Linked DNA regions of Mus musculus: region 1 is linked to region 2. A link is a contact called in public promoter capture Hi-C data. All regions are on one chromosome and are shown on one strand. Each heading gives the region's core, a stretch centred on a gene start, on an enhancer-like site or on the middle of the called end of the contact. The rest is flanking DNA. Distances are from core to core; before and after follow the strand shown.

The links. Promoter capture Hi-C pulls out the DNA fragments that hold promoters and counts their contacts.
Region 1: a promoter capture Hi-C map of pre-B cells shows a contact between it and region 2. The contact joins the promoter of Krt222 here to the promoter of Ccr7 in region 2. A contact is called at or near these places in 15 of 39 promoter capture datasets (the 3T3-L1 cell line, 3T3-L1-derived adipocytes, the C10 cell line and 11 more), 2 of 15 datasets of contacts at CTCF or cohesin (CD8 T cells and large pre-B cells), 2 of 484 Hi-C or Micro-C datasets (forebrain and regulatory T cells), 9 of 115 datasets of contacts at active chromatin or transcription factors (the 230-238 cell line, CD8 T cells, the SCID.adh cell line and 4 more) and 4 of 9 other capture datasets (adipose tissue, embryonic stem cells, liver and 1 more).

The regions. Positions count from the first base shown.
Region 1 is chr11:99,238,252-99,245,627 of GRCm38.p6, reverse strand. It overlaps Krt222 (keratin 222), which reads left to right and starts at 1,481. Exons shown (of 6, transcript NM_172946.3): 1 at 1,481-1,685; 2 at 5,007-5,135; 3 at 6,874-7,094. The coding sequence starts at 1,590. Gm32385 (a long non-coding RNA gene) reads right to left here and starts at 1,733. Exons shown (of 4, transcript XR_389025.3): 1 at 1,646-1,733.
Region 2 is chr11:99,152,593-99,159,361 of GRCm38.p6, reverse strand. It overlaps Ccr7 (chemokine (C-C motif) receptor 7), which reads left to right and starts at 4,285. Exons shown (of 3, transcript NM_007719.2): 1 at 4,285-4,373. The coding sequence starts at 4,364.

The sequences.
Region 1 (7,376 bases), core at 232-2,731, 89 kb before region 2:
ATCCCCGGGAGAAGAGAAGGAAGAAGCAAGCACAGCGTTCAGCATACAGTCAAAAGTCCCTAAGACAGTGATGCTGTCATTTCAATGAACCACCTTGGGTAGGACACTTGACCCCTCTGACCACAGTTCTTCCATCTTTACAGGTCCCAGAATGAAAAGATTGGGTGGAACACCGTTGTTGGAAGAGCTGAGGGTGAGTCCCTTCAGTGTGACGTGTTCTCTACCTGCTCTCTAGTAGCAAAAGTCTCCCTCAGTGGGGGTCCCATTGCAGGGGCCGAAGGGCTCCATTTCACAAGCCTGGTAGAATTAACTCCTGGCTCCCACCCTGCTCCAGTGCCCGTCTCCAGCCTCGCCTCATCTGGAATAAGAGTGACTTCAGGAATCCACCTCAATCCCTCACACTCTACTCCTGGGCTGGCGTCCACGGCCGGCCGTTTGAGAACCACGGCTCATGACAGTCATCTGCCTCACTCGAGAGTAGAGTAGCTGTCAGAACGCTGGACATGTACAAACACATTCAGAGGACTTTCCGTAGCATTCGGGGTTTTTAAAATTAATTTTCTTAAGTTAGCATACAAAGTCACAGGGAAGCCATTTCACCATTTCCTTCCATGGGACATTGTCCTGTTTGTAGGCATCCACCTCCGCCATGGCCCTTCACCACCACCCACAACCTTACCTGTCTCATCTGAACCAGTCCCTGCCTGCTTCTTGTCACCTGTATTCCTTTAACCCTTTGTTTCCTTCTGCCTTCCCTCTCCTTTAGCATTTTGTTAAAAAATCAAAACATTTTTTTTTAAAATACTATAAAGAAAAGTTTAAACTATCATATTTGGAGCCCAGTATAATTATTTTTTTAAAAGAATTATTTATTTTATGTATATGAGTACACTGTCGCTGTCTCCAGATACACCAGAAGAGGGCATCTGATCCCATTACAGATGGTCGTGAGCCACCATGTGGTTGCTGGGAATTGAACTCAGGACCTCTGGAAGAGCAGTCAGTGCTCTTAACCACTGAGCCATTTCTAAAGCCCCCCAGTTTAATTCCTAAGCAATATGTTGGAAAAGCTAAATAAATTTCGTGTTTTATTTTGGGTTTGGGAGGTGGTTTGTTTGGGTGTCGTTGTTTCTGTTGTTTTGTTCTCCATCAGGGGTCTCACTACGAAGTCCTGACTGACCTTGAACTCAAGATCATTCTGCCTGAGTGCTAAGATAATATGCCTGCCCACTGTGACTGGCTAACTACAATTTGCTTAAGGTTGTGAGCACCCCACCCCCACAGGCAAAGCATTCACTTTGCATAGGAAACCTTTGCAGTGACCCTGTGGGTGTCATTTTCCTCTCTTCCTGGAGACTCCGAAGGTCTCTGCTGTATCAACAACAATGGGCGGGAAGGGTTTCTCAACATTTGCATAATTAATTAGCAACCCTGGAGTTTCCCCCGGCTTCTGGTGGGGGAAATGGATCTCTGCTTCTTTAAGGCTCTGCGGGGCTGTCTGCTCTGGCGACGCAGGCAGGGCAGGCTCTGCCGCAGCGGCTCATCCCATCGCTAAGGTCCAGTTAGCCAAGGTGGAGGATGGGAAAAGAATGGAGCTGTCCCAGCTCCTCAATGAGATCAGGGCAAACTATGAACAGCTCCTCACCAGAAATCAGATAGAGACGGTGTTGTCGACGCGGATCCAGGTAATGATTTCATTCAGCCAGGCACCTTCAGGATAAGGAGACAGTCCATGTCTACCCGATTCCTGTCCCGGCCTCTCTGAGGTACAGTATCTCCTTTTCCACGCAGCATCTACTGGGGAGGCGATGTAGGTGTTCCTGCACTGGGTCTGGGGTGGCAGGCAGGGAGAAAACCCTTTGGCTGTGCTGTTGAATAACCATTCAATAAATATTGATTGATGCATTGGGATTTTATAGAGATCGTAAGGTGACCGTCATTACTAAAACATGGAGTCAACAAGCAATAAAATGGTGCTCTCTGACCTCTTTGGGTTTTTTTTTTTTTTTTTTTTTTTTTTTTTTTTTTTTTTTTTCAGGAAGGAAGCATTCCAAACAACTCTTCAAAGATATTATGGAGTTAATTATAGAGGCAATTTAAATAACATCTGTAGACTCCAAGCTTGATAGTCAAGATTGTTTGCCTTGCACACTCTGGGGGGAGACAAAAAGCAAGAAAAATATTTCTAGAAGGTTTCTATCATATTTCCCAAGCACTTGGTTTCATACTGACTGTTATAAATAGAATCAACTGAGCATGTGAATGTGGCTTTGAGAACCAAGAATACAGATCTGACAATCAAAATCCCCCCAGCTGAGTAGTGAGAGACTCTACACTTAAAAGTAGCCATTTTTGCTTTGGGGGTAGAAGAACTGTTTACTTCCGACACAAAGCTTGCAAGATATTTAAAATAAATAAATGAAACAGAGCCAACTCAGACCAAGGCTCAATTCAAATCCTGTCTACTCAGTTTCAAAGTAATACCTGCCTTTAATAATTAAGGCCTCAAATTTAAATAAATTTAAAAGCAAATATTTGGGAAACAAAGTTTCAGAAACTCAGGACGGTTTTATTAGCTTACCTCTTATACCCGGGTTCAAATTGTATTCCCAGCACCTGGACACAGCAAAGAGTTTACTTAAGAACAGGGCCAAAAAACAAAAACAAAACAACAACAAAAAAATGATAGCTAAAAAAAAAAATCACAGGACTTTGTTTCGTTAGTAACTTATTGCAATATCATTATAAATTTTGCCTGTGGGTAATAGTCTTGGTTTTTAAAAAGAATGATCAGTTCAACGGATTAAACAAGGTCACCGGGCTCTTGGCTTAGATGGAGGAGAAGTTTGTTCTCTTCCCACGTGATAGAGAAAAATATTAAGAGAGGACAACTTTTGAAAATCATAAACCAAATAAAAATTTTGCAAAGTAAACTTATAAGTTGAATTTACAAGTCCCAGTGCTTGAAGTGACTTTGAATTTAAAAAAAAAAAAAAAAAAGCAAAACGTTTTGTAACATAAAAGTTCTTGAGAGAAATGTGTTTTCCCAAGTAACTCACAAAGTCGGTTTATTATATTATTGTAACATATGCAAAGCCCTGGGTTCAAGCCCTAGAACGATGCAAGTAAATCCGGAAAATAAACATACAGTTGCTTTGGCTAACAAGTAGTGCATAGTAAGTCACCTCCCAAAACTCAACAACCTAACATTTAGACCAACGCATCCTGTCTTGTAATTCAGTAGGATGAGGAGGCTGGGGGATGGGGACTCTGGGTGGTGCCCTACTGACTGGCATAACCAAAGTGACTGGCTAATGTGTTTGGGACCTTGGCAAGAGCTTACTGGAAGGCTAGCCTGAGATCCTTGAGCCTGCTACCTGCCCCCTCCACGTGGCCTCGGGTCCCTCTCTACCTAGCCTCCCTATATGACCTCTCTAACCAGGTATCCAGGTTTCTAAAATGATGACCCAGGGCTCCCAAAAACATGACGTGGAAGCTGACAGGCTTCTTATGGCTTAGCCTAGAATCTGCACAGCGTCTGTCACCTCTACCATAGCCAATTGGTCACAGCAAGACTCAGGACAGCCTGATTCAACCTTGAATCACGGATGTGAACTTGGGGGAGGTGTGGCTCACTAGGGACCATCTTAGGAATCTAACACACAGTTTATCTGCCAGCTCCCCAACGAGAATTCAAAAAACTAGTGGTCCCGGTAGCCTTATCTTGTTTACAAAAGTCTTTATATCCTGATCTGCAGGACTATGTGTAAAAGTGAAACATGGTGGTGAACACTGTGATCCCAGCAGTGAGATCCGGAGACCGGCACATAGATCCCTGGGGCTCACTGGCCAGCCATCCCAGCAGTGAGATCCGGAGACCGGCACATAGATCCCTGGGGCTCACTGGCCAGCCATTCTAGCCTAGTCAGCCAGCCGGGGTCCCAGTGAGAGACCATGTCTAAAAAAAAATGAAAAAGAAAATCAAAGCTCCTGAGAAACTACACCTGAGGCTGACTCCAGCATGTAATATACACAGGCTATACTACACACAAAAATACACCGGCATGGACACACACATACACACCTTCACGGACACACAAACACACACACACACACAAAATCATTTTTATTATCCCAAATATCCAAACTGAAGATTCCTTCTTAAAAACATCATCTTGAAAAAAGTAAAAGGGTTTCTGTAGCACAGAACTTCATTTAAGAACACCGACAGCCGGGCGTGGCGGCCACGCCTTTAATCCCAGCACTTGGGAGGCAGAGGCAGGCGGATTTCTGAGTTCGAGGCCAGCCTGGTCTACAGAGTGAGTTCCAGGACAGCCAGGGCTACACAGAGAAACCCTGTCTCGAAAAAGAAACCAGAAAAAACAAACAAACAAACAAACACCGATGGCTACGACAACTTAAGTTTCCAGTTCACTAGTCTAGTAATCATGTTTTTTAGCAGTGTCTGCTCCTAGTCCATACATCCAGAATTGATGTGCATCTGCCTCTATGAAGCAGCCTACAAAACATGTGGAAAATAATCACTAAATTTCAAATGATCTTTCTTATTAACACATTCAAAAAAAGGAAAGGATCAGAGGTCACAAATTTGTCTCAAAAAATTTCGTTAAAACAGATGTGCTTTTTTTCTTTGTCTTTATTTCATAGGCTGATATAGTTAGAAGGAACTTCTAAGATCATTTTATAGCAGAGAAGATTGACTAGCTTGAGCATTTGATCAATTAATAAACAAAACACCAGAACACACACTTGTAAGCCACCATGTGCTTGCTGGGATTTGAACTCAGGACCTCTAGGAAGATCAGTCAGTGCTCTTAACCACTGAGCCATCTCTCCAGCTCAGAATGCACACTTGTAATCTAATAGAAGTAGAAAAGGTGATTTGATTCCTATATAATTGTTCTGTGATTGCTTTTGAACGCCTCCCTTTCAAGAGTGCCCTTTGGTTTTTTTGTGCGCTGTTGTTATTATTGACTTTCTTACAGCTAGAGGAAGATATAACCAAAAAAATGGACAAGGATGGGGAAGCTCTGAAGGCAGCTCAGGCTGAACTCAAGGAGGCCCGCCGGCAGTGCCACCACCTGCAAGTGGAAATCGAGTCTCTCCACGCTGTGGTAAGGAAGAGCTCAAGGCAACTGGCTCCTTGCGCCCCAGAGCCTATGCAGATTAGAGAGAGGAGGCGACTTGGGAAGGTGGCTTGCTGGCAGGGCACCTGCCCAGTGTGTACAACAGAGAAGGGGGGGGTGAGAGAGAGAGAGAGAGAGAGAGAGAGAGAGAGAGAGAGCGCAGAACTATGGAGGCCACTGAGTGTTAGCCCGAATCCTCGCTCTTTCCCACCCACTGGCTGTAATCAGCTCACTCAGGGTTCAGCTTATATGGAGAGAAATTTGGTTGTACTTGATTGTGGGACTGGGGCTTCCTGACTGTTGCTATGAGAAATTGGATTGTGTATTGTTATTATTATCTATAGTCTCCTAACCACTGGCTTCTTGCATTCATGTCATTGAGATTTTTAATGGAAAAATAGTTAATACTTTTCTAGCATGCCTTTTTGAAATTATGTTTGTTTGTTGGTTGGTTGGTTGGTTGGTTGGTTGGTTGGTTTGTTGGTTGGTTGGTTGGTTGGTTGGTTTACTGTGTGCACATGTGGAAGTCAGAGGAGGACTTTTGTGAGCCAGTTCTCTCCTTTTATCATGTGGGACCAGGGGCTTGAACTCAGACTGTTAGACTTAGCGGCAATACCTTCATCCAGAAAGGCAAAGCATAGGCCCCTAGCAACCTGATTTCACCTTTGACATTATGTTTTCAATATTTTTTAAAAAATCAAATAATTCAGAATAACAGTAAGTTAATCCCAGTGTAAAGGACTTCTTTTTTTCTTGCCAAAAGAATAACTACAAAATTATTTTGAAATGTAGAAAGCTATCTAGTTATGTATGGTTTAAAAAAAAAAAATTCAGTACTGAAGACTGAAACCAGGGCCTTGTGCTTGTTAAACAAGTGCTTTACTACGAAGCTGCATCCTTAGTCCCTACTCCTTGATGTTGATGAAACATCATCTCACAAAGTTGCCCGATCAAGCCTTGAACTGGGGATCCTCCTGTCTCTGTCTACTGAATAGTTGTCATTACAGATAACTGCTCAGTCACTAAATATAATTATATATTTATAATATAATGTAAATATAATTTCCTTAAAAAAAAAAAAGATGGAAGTCAGGTGTGGTGGTTCACGTCTATAATCTAGCATTTGAGAGGCCGAAGGAGGAGGATTGCCTTTAGTTCAAGGTCAACTTAAACTAGAGAATGAATTAGGCCTGGTTACCCATAGCCATAATTCCAAGTTCAGGGCCAACCTGGGCTAGCTACACCATGAGACCTTGTCTCAAACAGCCAAAGAGGGGCCAGCATGGCTTGCCACAAAGCCCGATACCCCGAGTTTGATCTCCCAAACCCACGTGGTGGAATGAGAGAATCAATTCCTGAAAGCTGCCGTCTGATTTCCAGATGTGTGCTGGGGCATGTGTTTATGAACACATACACACTTATACACAAATAAAGAAATGTAAAAATGATCATTCAAATAGCAAAAAGAAAAAGTCCTCCTGAATACCTGAAGCACAATTATTATAATCTTTAAAACAAAACAAACAAACAAACAAAGAAGGTGGAGCTATAGGTGAGACTCAGTGGCAACCCTGTTCAAGGTCCTGGCTTTGACTGCTTATGCCATAAAACCAAATAAATAAACGGGTAGCAAGGAAGTAGACTAGAACGGGTGCAAGCCTTGCAAATGAGACTTCAGAAGCCCTTGTCCTGTTGCTGGTTCACTGCGGAGGATGTCTGTCAACAGGAAAGGGGCCTTGAGAACTCCCTGCAGGCCAGTGAGCAGCATTATCAGATGCAGCTGCAAGATCTGGAGTCAGTGATTGGCAGACTGGAGAGGGAGCTGCAGGAAGTGAGGCGTGGCATCGAGAGGCAGCTTCGAGAGCACGAGATGCTTCTCAACACGAAGATGAGGCTGGAGCAGGAAATAGCCACGTACCGCCGCCTGCTAGAACAGGAAGAAATCAGGTACCTAAAACCTCATCACTAATCGCACGGGTGGCTCGGGATCAGATGCACAGAGCCACTGGTGATGCCATCAGAGAAATCAAATCCAAAATAAAGCCCACCACCACCACCACCACCACCACCACCACCACCACCACCACAGCCTGTTCACCGAACTCCCGTAGTGACACCACAGGCTTAGCGCACCCTCCAGAGAGCATGAAGAACTGTGTCTGCTGCTAAAAGTGACAAGCAAATAACCAGACTTGCCTATTACAGTTCTTGGTCACTAAGGTGGCTTTT
Region 2 (6,769 bases), core at 3,036-5,535:
TATGTACATTGGTGTTCTGACTGTATATATGAGGGTGCCAGCTCCCTTGGATCAGGAGTCATAGACAGTTGTGAGCTGCCATGTGGGTGCTGGGAACTGAACCCAGGTCCTTTGGAAAAACAGCCAGTGCGCTTAACTGCAGAGCCATCTGTCCAGCCCCTGCCTCAGCTTCTTAGTGCTAAAATTACAGGACTTCATCAGAACCCTCTGTTGATAAGACAAGATCCATCTTTGTCTATCTTCTTCACTGTGGTGGACTGGATACTCCCTACCACCATCACCCACAAAGATCATATGCTAAAGTTATGACCCTACGATGGCTGGATTTGAGAATAAAGCTGTTGGGGGTTGGTTTTAATGCTTTGAATTAATCCAGCCCCCAAAATCGGGAAACTGCATGTCCAAACACTAAAGATCCTTGTCCCCAATTGGTTTTTGATCAATCAAAAAAGAGCCAATGGCCAATGGTTGGGCAGGTAGACTGAAACAAGACCTTTAGATTTGCTCAGGCTGGGAACTGGGAGAGAGGAAGGAGAGAGCATTGTCGTGGTTTGGAGGGAAACAGATCAGAATTAGAGACGCAAAAGGAAAAGCATCCGAAATGTAGGAGAGAAAGAATTCGGGCCCTGGAGGAACAGCTCAGAAGTGTCTTGGGCAGCAAAGACTGGGGTAGGGGCACCCAGAAGGAGCCAGGGCAACAAAGATAAAATATAGAATTAGAGGGCATTAAGCCAGGAGTACCAAAGGGAAATGTGTTCTAGCCACAGGGAAGATTAGAACTGCCCAGCCTTTGAGCTAGTCAAAGCATATTTAAAATTAACTGGTGTGTGTGTGTGTGTGTGTGTGTGTGTGTGTGTGTGTGTGCTTCATTCTTGAATCCAGATAGCTCTTGGGCAGGTGCATGGGTGTGACGAATCGGGAGCACAAAATGATTTAGCTAACTACTGCTACGTAGAGAATCTAAGGAAGTTATTTAAATTAAATAGCACTATAGAGTAGGGTCCTGGTTCCATGGAATTGGTATGTGAGTGACATTACCAGAAATTGACCCTACTGGCCTTTGCCTTGGGACTTCCAGCCTCTAGAACCATGAGGAAACATATTTCTGTTGTGTAAGACATCCAGTCCATGGTATTTTAAGAGTCCAAACAGACTACTCACTCCATGTAAGTTAAGCAAGGCCAAGGATCATGTGTGCTTGTCTTTGGATCAATACTGTCCATCACTATACCTAACACATAAGTGCATGCCAAATATCTGTTTGTTGAATGAATGAATGAATGAATGAATGAATGAATGAATGAATTAGATAATTACTAAAACAAAACATATAGGGTTCTGGGGTATGCAAGATGGTTTAATGGGTAAAGGTGCTTGCTGACAAGCCTGACAACCTGAGTTTGATCCCAGGAGTAGACCTGGTGGGAAGAGGAGACTTACTCCTGCAAGATGTCCTCTGACCTCAACAAGCATGCTGTGCCACATGCCTGCACACAGCTCTTTCTCCCTCTCCCTTCCCCCACCCCCATTCTCTCCTTCCTTCCCTCATGCCTCAACATGAAAGCTCTCGGCTACTGCTCCCATACCTTGTTTGCCTGCCTGCCTCCTGCCATGCCATCATCCACCATGATGGATGTGAACTCATCCTCTGAAACTGTAAGCAAGCCTACAATTAAATGCTTTCTTATATAAGTTACCTTGGTCTTGCCATCTGTTCACAGGAATAAAAAACTAAATACAACAAATTATACATGCCCCCCCCAAAAACCCTTGTAAATGAATATTTATAGCAACAATACTCATGATAACTAAATAGTAGAAACAATCCAAATAGCCAACTAATAGTAGATAAAACAAATGTGGTATATCCACACAATGGAATATTATTCAGCCACAGAAAGGAGTGGAGAGTTGAAACATACTCCATATAGATGAACCTAATTAAAAGAAGATAGATATGAAGGTAACATTGTGTCTATTTATGTGCATTAATCAACAGAAGCAAATCTACAGAAAGAAAGTAGGTCTGCGGCTCAGAGCAGTTATGTGCACAGGTGGAAAGGACATGGGAATCATCGGAAATAATGGCTGAGGAGATCTGACTAAAAATGATTCAAAGTTTACCGTGGCGAATAAACGCCGTGACTATATAAACACCACAGAAATGTCTACTTTAAAAGAGGAAATGTGGGGACGGGAGAGATGGCGCAACAGTTAAGGACACTTGATGCTCTTGCTGAGGATCCAGGCTCAGTTCCCAGCACCCACACATCAGCTCACAAGGCCTGTAACTCCAGTTCCAGAGGATCTGACGCCGTCTTCTGACCTCCACGGGCTGTAGGCACACAGGTGGTACACAGAAAGGCACTCAGGCAAATGCTCATACACATAAAATAAAAATCAATGAATCGTTTTCAAAGGTGAATTTAGATATGAACTATAGCTAACTAGAGCTGTTGTCTTTTAAAAGAAAGGAAGGAAACACAGATGAATTCCTTTCTTTCAACCTTCCATTACCTGTCAGTATAACCTCATGGCCAATTCTCTCCAGAAGCTAGAGGGAAAGTCGTCCGGGAAATGTAGTCCCTGTATGCAGAGCAGAGCAAGGGTATCAAGTGAGTGCCTAAAGGGTTATGTTGTCATGGCAACTGTTTTAACTATTTATTTATCTTATGTATATGAGTACACTGTCACTCTCTTCAGACACACCAGAAGAGGGCATCGGGTCCCATTACAGATGGTTGTGAGCCAACGCGTGGTTGCTGGGGATTGAACTCAGGACCTCTGGAGGAGCAGTCAGTGCTCTTACCCACTGAGCCATCTCTCCAGCCCCCTGTTTTTAACTAGTTAATACAGAAGAAGGGCTAAGTCATTCTGAGCTCTGTGTCGGGTCCTGTCGCTCACTGAATTGTCTACAATCAGTGGCTAGAGATAAAAAAATTTACAGGTGTCTCTCCTGGAAATGGAACATTTAGATATTTGCTCTAGAACTCAATGGCCACCCACAGTCCCCACATGATCTCTATGCTTGTTTTAAACCCACTCCTTGGACTGGGGAGGTGGCTTAGTAGCTAACAGAGAATTGCCCCACAAACACGAGGAACTGAGTCCAAATCCCAGAACCCTCATAAGCAGCTTGGCAGTAGCATGAGCATTCGTCATCCTAGCAGTCCCCCAAGGAGATGGGAAGCAGAGACAAGAGACCACGCACCCAGAAGGCCAGCTCACCTTAGTATAGAATGGGGCACTCAATAAAGACGTGATACCTGCAACAGAATGGAAGTAGGCTGACACCTGACATTGTCTCTGATCTTCACACGTGCAATGGCATAAAATCCCCACATTCACGCATACGATCGCACACATACACGTGTGTACACACACCATACACACCACACAGGCACAACAATTAAAAATGCCAATAAATATATCAATCAGTTTCCCTGTGGGGGAAAATGGGTGTGGTCACAAAGAATAAAAAAAGTAAAATAAAAATAGGCCAGGCATGGTGGCATATGTCTTTAATACCAGCACTCGGGAGGCAGATGCAGGTAGATCTCCATGGGTTCGAGGCTAGCTAGGTCCACAGAACAAGTTCTAGGACAATCATGGCACTGACAAAAATAAAATAAAATAAAATAAAATAAAATAAAATAAAATAAATAAATAAATAAATAAATAAATAAATAAAATCTCTTCTTGGGGAACCAGTTTGGATAATGACTTAGACTTGATGTCCTCTCGGTTAGTAGAGAAAGCCGAGGGGCTCCAGGCACCCTCATATCTAGCATCTAGGTCCTGTGATGTTTAGCTTAAGTACTAAAAATAAACACTCAAACTTTCACTTCGTGGTTGTGTCACTGAAGCCTTGCTGGCCGGACCGTTCAACAGACCTCACCCTGGCTGCGCAGGTGTATGTCGGGGCTGCCTGGCGGCTGCTGGGACAATAGCCACTGATCAAGTTCATACTGAAAGGGAGACTTTTATTCAAAACCAAGAGAAGGATGCAAGTACACCTCTGACTCCCGAGCCTCAGCCTATCTCACCCCACAGCAGCCACCCAGGCGTGCTTGGCACTCACAGATGTAAGCAGCTCCTCCCTGAGTCTCTACAAGGCACTACTACCAGGGGCTTTCTGAAGGCAAACGACTCAGTGATTCAGGATCCTATGACAGCCGAATGTGGTTATCACATACCTTGTGGCCCAGGAAGACTCTGAGGGGTGGGACAGGAGTGGGAGGGGCTCTGGAACAACTTAAAAGGGGCTCTTACCACTTCCTCCCTGCCAGAGAGGGCTAGCTGGAGAGAGACAAGAACCAAAAGCACAGCCTTCCTGTGTGATTTCTACAGCCCCCAGAGCACCATGGACCCAGGTAAGTAAGCTTTCTCTTAAGAGAAGTCAAAACTTCTGACACAAAGCCAGACTCTAGGGCAATGAACATGCATGGGGGATAGGGGTCATGGGGGGGGGGGGGAGTTTCCAGAGCAATCAGGGCAGTTGGTGTGAACTGGTGGCTGCTTTCAGAGAATGCCATCCCGTTGGATGAGGCATTGGAGAGAGGATGTACCTGCTCTTTCAGACCCAGGGGAAGGAACAGCTGTGGATGCCAAGACAGACACAGGCATAAAGTTGGGTCCTCTCAAGCAGCAGGCAATGAACAGCCTGGTAGACTGACCTTGATGCCTGGATAGAACACGTTCTCAGCTGGTAGGGATGGGTGATGTTCTCTGGCACCTCTGGGGACTAAGAAAATTCTCTTTAGAGAGTTCAGGACACCCTGCTCCCACTCTGGGTCCCTCCTTTCTGTCCTGTTAAACCAGGATTTGAATCTCCTTGCTCACGAGAAGAGTGAAACTGATGGAAACTGTGCTGTGCATAGTGCAATACAAATACTAGCTGCCACCTCTGCCTCTTGTTGTCTCTGCCTGTCATCTGTCTGTCTGTCTCTGTCTGTCTTCCTCCCTCCCTTCCTCCCTCCTACACATCCCAGGTTTTGTGCCTCTTGCAGGTTAAAGGGTGAATGACTAACATAAAATTGAGTGGCCCAGGGGGCACTCCACGTAGAGAAACTGTAGCCAGCACAGCACAGCCCCTAAAACAAAGCCCACACACCACAGCCCTCTCTATAACAAGCTATTCTACCAGGCAAGCCTCAGTGTCTACTATAGCAAAGTGCCAAGGGGAGTCCAGCTCCAGACACCCCAGTTACACATCTTAAATCTCGGCTGCAGAGTCAGACTCGGCTGGGGCTGGAGGGGCCAAGTTCCTAGAGTTCCGCTCACCAGCCTCAAAGCCACAAGGGGTTGACTTTAAAAAGTGAAGGTTCCCTGGTGCTGTCCTCACACCCCCTCCAAGCCACACCACAGCCAGCAGCATCTTTATCTGTCTCTCCTGCCCAGCGTGCATTGCACCCTAGATCTAGATCCAGCTGTGGAAGGTATATAGTGGGGTCCACCTCTGCTGGCTATGAACTCATGGGAAGCAGGATTTTGTTCTTACACCTCTGCCTCTCAGATGTTTTGGGTGTAAGTAAAAAGTGTTGATGGGAGGGAGGGAGAGAGGGATGGAGGAATGGATGGATGGATGGATGGATGGATGGATGGATGGATGGATGGATGTGTGGATGGATGGATGGATAGAATCAGCCTCTCTAAGTATATTTTAGAAAGCAAATATCTATTCCAGCTTCTCCTCCCACCTGCCTGCTTTCTAAGCCTACACCTCAGGTATCTACCTCCACCAGCCATAGTCTCAGAGAACCCACACCATCCACCAAAGATCTTCTCCACCTTCCTAAAATGTGGCTCCCAGAATAGGGAAAGGTTCTAAATTTACAGCATTTGCCAATTTCCATGGTGTAAATTTTACCATCCCAATTGACCTTAGTCGGTCCCATTAAAGGTCTAAATGTTTTGACACAAAAAGGAGACAGACACCTGCCTTCCTTGGCACTTGGGACACTATAGAGTCTCTCCTGAACTAGGTTTGGGGATGCTAAATGCATGGCTTTGATACAGGGGGTGGGGCAAACTCTGGTCCTGGAAGAAGAGATAGTCTTGCTTTTTTACTCAACTTAAGAAGCACCCTAATAGCTAACTCTGAAATGCTGGTGTGAGGGGAAACTGCTTAAGAAGTTTTGCTCAAAACAGGCTCCGGCGCCGTTGGAAGGGCGGGTGGGCCACAAACTATCTGTTTTTCACTCTTTGTCTACCTAGTAGGGACAGGAGGTGGGTGAGAAGGCCTAGGTTTCTGTTATACAAAATGAGAAACTACAAACCAGGGCTGAGCTGGCCTCTTTCATGATTTGAATGAGCAGCCCTGATATACCCTTCCTAACTTCAAGACATGGGACCACAGATCTCAGCACAACATCTCAAAATCAGAGAAGGGGAGGGGGTGACAAATGAACCCATAAGAGACTTGTGTCTCACAGCTCAGCTGTAGATGGCAGTAGAAGAGAATTCAGGGTCATTCTCTTGTGGCCCTCCAGAAACCTGGCTGTGGAGAACACTGGAGCCCAGAGTAGCTAGGAAAAAACGCTCCTCTGTGTGGTATTGTCTTCCAGTCATGTGTCACTCATTGAGAACTTCTTGAATACAGAGTCTGGTGGGGAACGTAACATGTATGTCAACACGCAACACCAACAGTGAGAGACACAGCACTCCTGAGGGGGCATAAGGACAAGATTCAAAAGCAAAAAGCAAGGCTGTGAACACGTGTCCAGAAAGCATGGCAATTGTATTTTGAAGGGTGTGTAGAAGTTGTCAA